Linked DNA regions of Xenopus laevis: region 1 is linked to region 2. The links are chromatin contacts, called in public Hi-C maps. All regions are on one chromosome and are shown on one strand. The core of a region is the stretch at or near the end of the contact, and the rest is flanking DNA. Distances in the headings are between cores, read along the strand shown.

Region 1 (2,982 bases), core at 59-2,558, 180 kb after region 2:
AAATGGCAACATTTGGCGAATTGCACTTTTCATTACCTTACAGCTTCATCTTGCCTCTAGAAGACTTTTTTGCAATTGCTGGCCTTCTAACTATTCTAGCTTTGGAGGGGGCCACACGACAACTGATGTCAACTGCAAAGGACGGCAACCTGGACTGTGGCCTGTGCGAATAAGAATTGCTGCAGGTCTCCAGTGCTAGCACAGAATCATAGAAATGAATTTCAATTTGAAATACAGCTCAAATCCTAAACCCCCATCAGTTACAAAATCAAATTAAAAAAAAAAACAGTTTGGCCATTGGTGCATGTTTTGGAAACCACTTATATTTTGGCAATCATACCAGAGAAAGAAACAAAAGGGCTGACAAGGAGCTGCTTGGGCTGCACTAATACTGAGTATACACGTATCACCTGCTAATGCCAATTGGTTGCATTGTGGATCATTAGACAATATCAGCCTTGTTGGCAGGTTCAGTTCACATTGATAGAATAGTATTATGCATAACTTGTCTTAAAAATGGCAGTTTGTTGAACTGCTGCACATTAAAACAGTTTATTCATTTCAGTGTTCTTTTGGCATTGCCCAGTATAAATGTACCTTTTGGCATAAGCTGTAGCAAGTATATGGCAAATGGATATGAAACTCTGACTGGTATGACAATAGAACTAAAATCAGCCTGAAAAAGTTCTAGGTAACCAGCAGCCCTCCTACAACTTCCAGCATAACATATCTAAAATCTTAACTTTGCTTTTCTATTTGTAAATATGTATTCATTGATGCATCTGGAACAGAGGGCTGGCCATCCATTTTCGGCTTATATATTATAAAAGGAGAAAATTGGTTAAAACACAGACCTATCGCTGCTCTGATATACATTAAGCTGTCTTATTTTGAATCGTACTTGTTCCCCTAGTAAACAGAGAAAAAGCGGCCCACCCAGAGTTGTGTAATTTCGAGCTGCTTCAGGTTTATCAGGGTGCATTTAGTTGGCTGGGGTGCAAATCTGTCCCCCAAGGCAGTGAACCTAGGGAATAGATTTAAATGATCTGTCCCAGCAGTTTAATGGACCAGGCTTTAAGTATAACTACTTGCTATCTTGGTAACATCAGCAGATTTTTAGGAACTTTATTCACAAATAGCTTTCTAGATGACCCCTGTGACTCGTTTTAAACCCTGATATGCTAGATACCATTTGAAATGATTTTACATACTCCAGAGTTTCAAAGAGCCAGATTGTTCCCACATGGAAATCTGTTGATGTGAGTTGGCAAAAGAGAATTGAAAAGGAATGTTCCTGACCAAAATATGCACATCAGTACTAAACTGGAACAATGCAGCTCAGTACTGCCATCATGTGCCACTTTGTAGTACCAATCTGGAATAATCTCTAATATATTTACATACTAGTATGGGATCCATTATCTCGAAATCCATTATCCAGAAAGCTCTAAATTATGGATGTGCCATCTCCCACAGACTTCATTTCATCCATATAATCTAAATTTTTAAAAATGATTTCCTTTTTCTCTGTAATAATAAACAGTACCTTCTTCTTCATCCGGACTAAGATATAATTAATCCTTATTGGAAACAAAACCACCCTTTTTGGTTTATCTAATGTTTATATGATTTTCTAGTAGTCTTAAGGTCCAGAAATATGCATTATTTGGAAAACCCCATGGAAAACCTGGATAACAGGTCTCATTCCGGTACTACATTGTAGTTATAGCGTTCCAGTGTGAATATAAGGATTTTTTTAATCCAATTAAATTATTCATAAAAGCATAATTACTTGCAATAGAGCTGCTATCCTTGATGAGCGAGCTGATGATGATTTAGTGTGTTTTGGTTAGCAAGTCTGCAAAAATGAGAAAGGAAGAATTGCAGAGTTCTGAACACAGCTAACTGCTTGGCTTAGCTCCAGTAATACATTATGAATTGTCCATTGCCTAGTAATACTAATGCTAATTAGTCCAGTTGCAATAATGTGCTCCAAATGTCTTCTGTTATTAACTGGGCAAGTTAACTCGTTAGGATACACACCAGTATCACATACATAAGAGACGTGTAGTGCTTAGGGAAGAATAAACTGGAGGATGATGCCGTCTTGATAATAAACACAGGACATCTTTATTCACTGTCACCAATATAGCTTCTCCAATAATAATCATCGTACAAGTCCCAAAGTTATTATGATTAAAACAGAACCAGGGTTTCCAAGACATTGGGCCACTCTGATACCTACCGTCCTGTTCCACCTCTTGATGCCAAGGGCTCTGCACTGTACAGACTGCAGACACCGGAGTTAGCCTTGTCTGGCATAGTGCCGAGAGACTGGCGAATTGCTAATGTGGTGCCACTATTCAAAAAGGGATCCTGTTCTCAGCCTCAAAACTATAGGCCAGTTAGTCTGACGTCAGTGGTAGGAAAGCTTTTCGAAGGGTTAATAAAGGATAAGATACTGGACTTCATAGCAAATCATAATACTATGAGTTTGTGCCAGCATGGTTTTATGCGTAATAGATCTTGCCAGACTAACTTAATTTCTTTTTAGGAGAAGTTAAACAGGGACCTTGATTCTGGGATGGCAGTGGATGTGATTCACTTAGACTTTGCTTAAGCATTTCATACAGTGCCACACAGAAAGTTACTGGTTAAATTAAGGAATGTTTCACTTGAACATAGTATTTGTACCTGGATAGAGAACTGGCTAAAAGTTAAATTACAAAGAGGTGGTGGTAAAATGGAACATTTTCTAATTGGACCAGTGTTGTTAGTGGAGTACCGCAGGGCTCTGTTCTAGGTCCCTTTCTTTTCAACTTGTTTATTAATGACATGGAGGTGGGCATTGAAAGTCCTGTTTCTATTTTTGCAGATGATACTAAATTGTGCAGAACTATAGGTTCCATGCAGGATGCGGCCATTTTGCAGAGTGAGTTGTCTAAGTTGGGAAACTGGGCAGCAAACTGGAAAATGAGGTTC
Region 2 (3,026 bases), core at 220-2,719:
TCACTCGAGCTAAGTAAATGTGCCCCCTACTGTTTAGATACCATTATGTCTATTTGTCATCAATTTTATCCTATCGTAATGGAGGCACGCTCATTTTCTGAAGTTTATTTAACAAGCAAAAATAAGTTCTTTGTTTTTAGTGTTCCAAAATTCCCGCTCTGCTTCATGCCTTACACTGTATGTGCTTCCTATGTCTCTGATGAATTAATTTAGCCATCTCTTTAATTTTTTTTTTCAAGCTTTCAGAGACTGGAGCCAAACATTTGGGGTCAAATCAGGGCTTTTCGTTTTTGTAAATAGTATTTTGCTGTGAAAGAAATAAGTCAATCAAGGACACCTATTCACATCAAGATTTCTGTTCTTCAGTTGAAAAGTTCTGCAAATAGAGTGCTTAATAATTCTGCTGGAGTGGTGTGGAGGATTTATACACAGTTCAGTGCACAGTGTTCTTTCCACAACAAACAACAAATCTTGACCAGTGCATATCTGATTAATGCTTTAGAAGTGAAACTCTATATTGTTCCATGCACAAAACATATATTTTCATGGTTTATTTTCCTTTATTTTGCCTGTTTATGAGTTTGTAATAATAAGGATCTCCCTCAGAACCCACCCACTGCAGTGACTGGTATGTGAGATTTAATACTTAACATTTGTTATACAGGTATGGGAACTGTTATCCAGAATGCTCGGAACCTGGGGTTTTCCGGAAAACAGATCTTTCCATAATTTGGATATTTATACCTTAAGTCTTACTAGAAAAACATGTAAACATTAAATAAACCCAATATGCTTTTGCTTCCACTTAGGATTAATTATATCTTAGTTTGGATCAAGTACAAGGTACTGTTTTATTATTATAGGGAAAAAGAAAATCTTTTGGATTATCTGGATAAAATTGAGTTTATGGGAGACGACCTTTCCATAATTCTGAGCTTTCTGCATAATGGGTTTCTGGATAATAGATCCCATACCTGTATTAAAATCACTTAGTTACATTTGTATTTGGATGGTTACTGATTTATAGCAGTACACTTGTATGATTCAATGAGCAGCACCGGATTTCCAAAATACGCTCCACTAGGCTGGCTGCTTCTGGCACCCCTCCCTCCAGTGCATGCGCTAACTCACATATTTGCTACCTGCTCCACCATGCCGCCCCTTAAAATCTGTCACCCTAAGCCTGGGCCTTTGTGGCCTTGCCACAAATCTGGGCCTGTCAATGAGGATTATAGAAGACTTCTCGTGAAACAATTCAATCTTTATTGTGGTGACTTCTTCACAATGAATAATTACAGCCCTATCCTTTCCCTGGCACCAGGGTCGGACTGGGCCGTCGGGACACTGGGAAAAAACCTGGTGGCCCTGGTCCTTGTGGGCCCCAGATCTGCTCCCTGAATCAAGATTTCCACAAGATTAGTAAATTATGCGGCGGGGGTGGTTGCAGGGGCAGCTGCTCGAGGGGTTTGTGGTTGGGGCATTGCAGGCCCGATTCTGACTGCAACATATGAAGGGGGTGGTTGTGGTGGGGCCTGGGGGTTTGGGGCTGGGAGGCCCTGGGGTATGGGGGCCCCTGAAGTCCCCCACACCCCAGTCCAATGTTGCCTGGCACTGGCTTTTGTCCCTCACACTTGCAAGACTGGCCACCGCACCAGCTTTATTTCTGAACTATTAACACAAACAATTAACATTTCATACCCTTATATACTGGCCCAATCATATTTAATTATTTGGTCAACCTGATGTTAACTTTATGTCTTACTGAGAGACAGCAAGTTTTATTTATACTTTCTTTCATTCTTTTTTATTTTCTAGTGTCTATTGAACACTAAGCAGTTATCATGTATTGTCATTTATCTTTATAATGAAGTATGAGCCAGTGTTTCACATGTATTGTATTTGTGTGAGATGCATAAAAAGTGTGTACATGCTGGGTGGGTCCAAGTAAATAATCAAGTAGGTATGCGTATCAGTTAACAAAACTAGAGAACAAGGGTTATGATGCCATGTATGGATCCCACTAAACGTACCTGACTGATCTAGTGGGGAGCATTGTTTCCCTAAAGCATTCTACATTTGTAGGATCTCCAGAAATCCAATATCCAAAAAGCTACAAAGTATGGGAAGGTTGTCTGATCTTGGCCTGCGTAGGTCAAATAGTAACCCAGAAATGTGAATTTTATGGAGCCAGTAGGTCCCTTACATCTAGCGGAGAAGAATTTAAGTTCTATGGCAGGCAAGCAGTTAAGCCAAGTAAATTTTTGTGATAATCCATTGTAAGGAAATAGCACAAATACAGCTGTTTTTAATATTTATTTTGTGGTTTCCATGGAATTTCGCAAACATTTCTGTGGCAGCTTCACAATCTGCATTGCTGTCCAACATCAGCTGCTCCTTACACAGTACATCTTCTATTGTCAAGACAATCAGACTTCTCTTGTTTACTGTATCTATCATTTTAACAGGAGAAAACTTAGGGGCCGCACATTCCTTTACTCCATTTTGTATGGCCGTGCATTTTCCGCTTACATTTATGTAAGATTACTGACATTATTATATCCCGGGTGATTCCATGTAGAAAAGAATGTACATTTGTTGCTCAATATGGTAAGACATATTTTCCTGTAATTTATAAAAAGAGAAACACAAAATATGTGCGGGTGAAGTCATTACTTGTGTTTTAGACATTAATTTGAATAAATATTAATAGGACATTTTCACAATTTTATTTAAGTGCAGGAACATTCAACTATCATGCACAAAAGTAAATATATCTATTTAATAAGAACGCTCTTATTTTAATGAAAAGGCTACATTTTTACGCAATATCCTTGTTGTTTGCAAATACAGCAGCTAAGGGTAATGGCAGACATTAAAGCTTATTTTACTACCATAGCTGCAATTGCGATCATGCAAAACAAGAGGATATATTGATGACATTCATTAAAGGTACATGAGTCTAAACACACTTTCTGCAAGCTCCATTGCACCTATCTAGTACAGGTGTGTACAAGTGCAACTATTAA

The links. A called contact is a pair of places that touch in the nucleus more often than the background predicts.
Region 1: a Hi-C map of the XL177 cell line shows a contact between it and region 2, with 6 times the contacts expected there. The contact joins two enhancer-like sites. A contact is called at or near these places in 2 of 4 Hi-C or Micro-C datasets (the XL177 cell line and the XTC cell line).

Annotation. Positions count from the first base shown.
Region 1 is chr1S:54,073,908-54,076,889 of Xenopus_laevis_v10.1, forward strand. No RefSeq gene overlaps it. Among protein-coding and RNA genes, the nearest start is that of ankrd50.S, 85 kb to the left of the region's middle. Within about 2 kb of position 1,309, at least 1 of the 7 cell types and tissues checked has an H3K27ac peak or open chromatin away from gene starts, as enhancers often do.
Region 2 is chr1S:53,890,977-53,894,002 of Xenopus_laevis_v10.1, forward strand. No RefSeq gene overlaps it. Among protein-coding and RNA genes, the nearest start is that of fat4.S, 47 kb to the left of the region's middle. Within about 2 kb of position 1,470, at least 1 of the 7 cell types and tissues checked has an H3K27ac peak or open chromatin away from gene starts, as enhancers often do.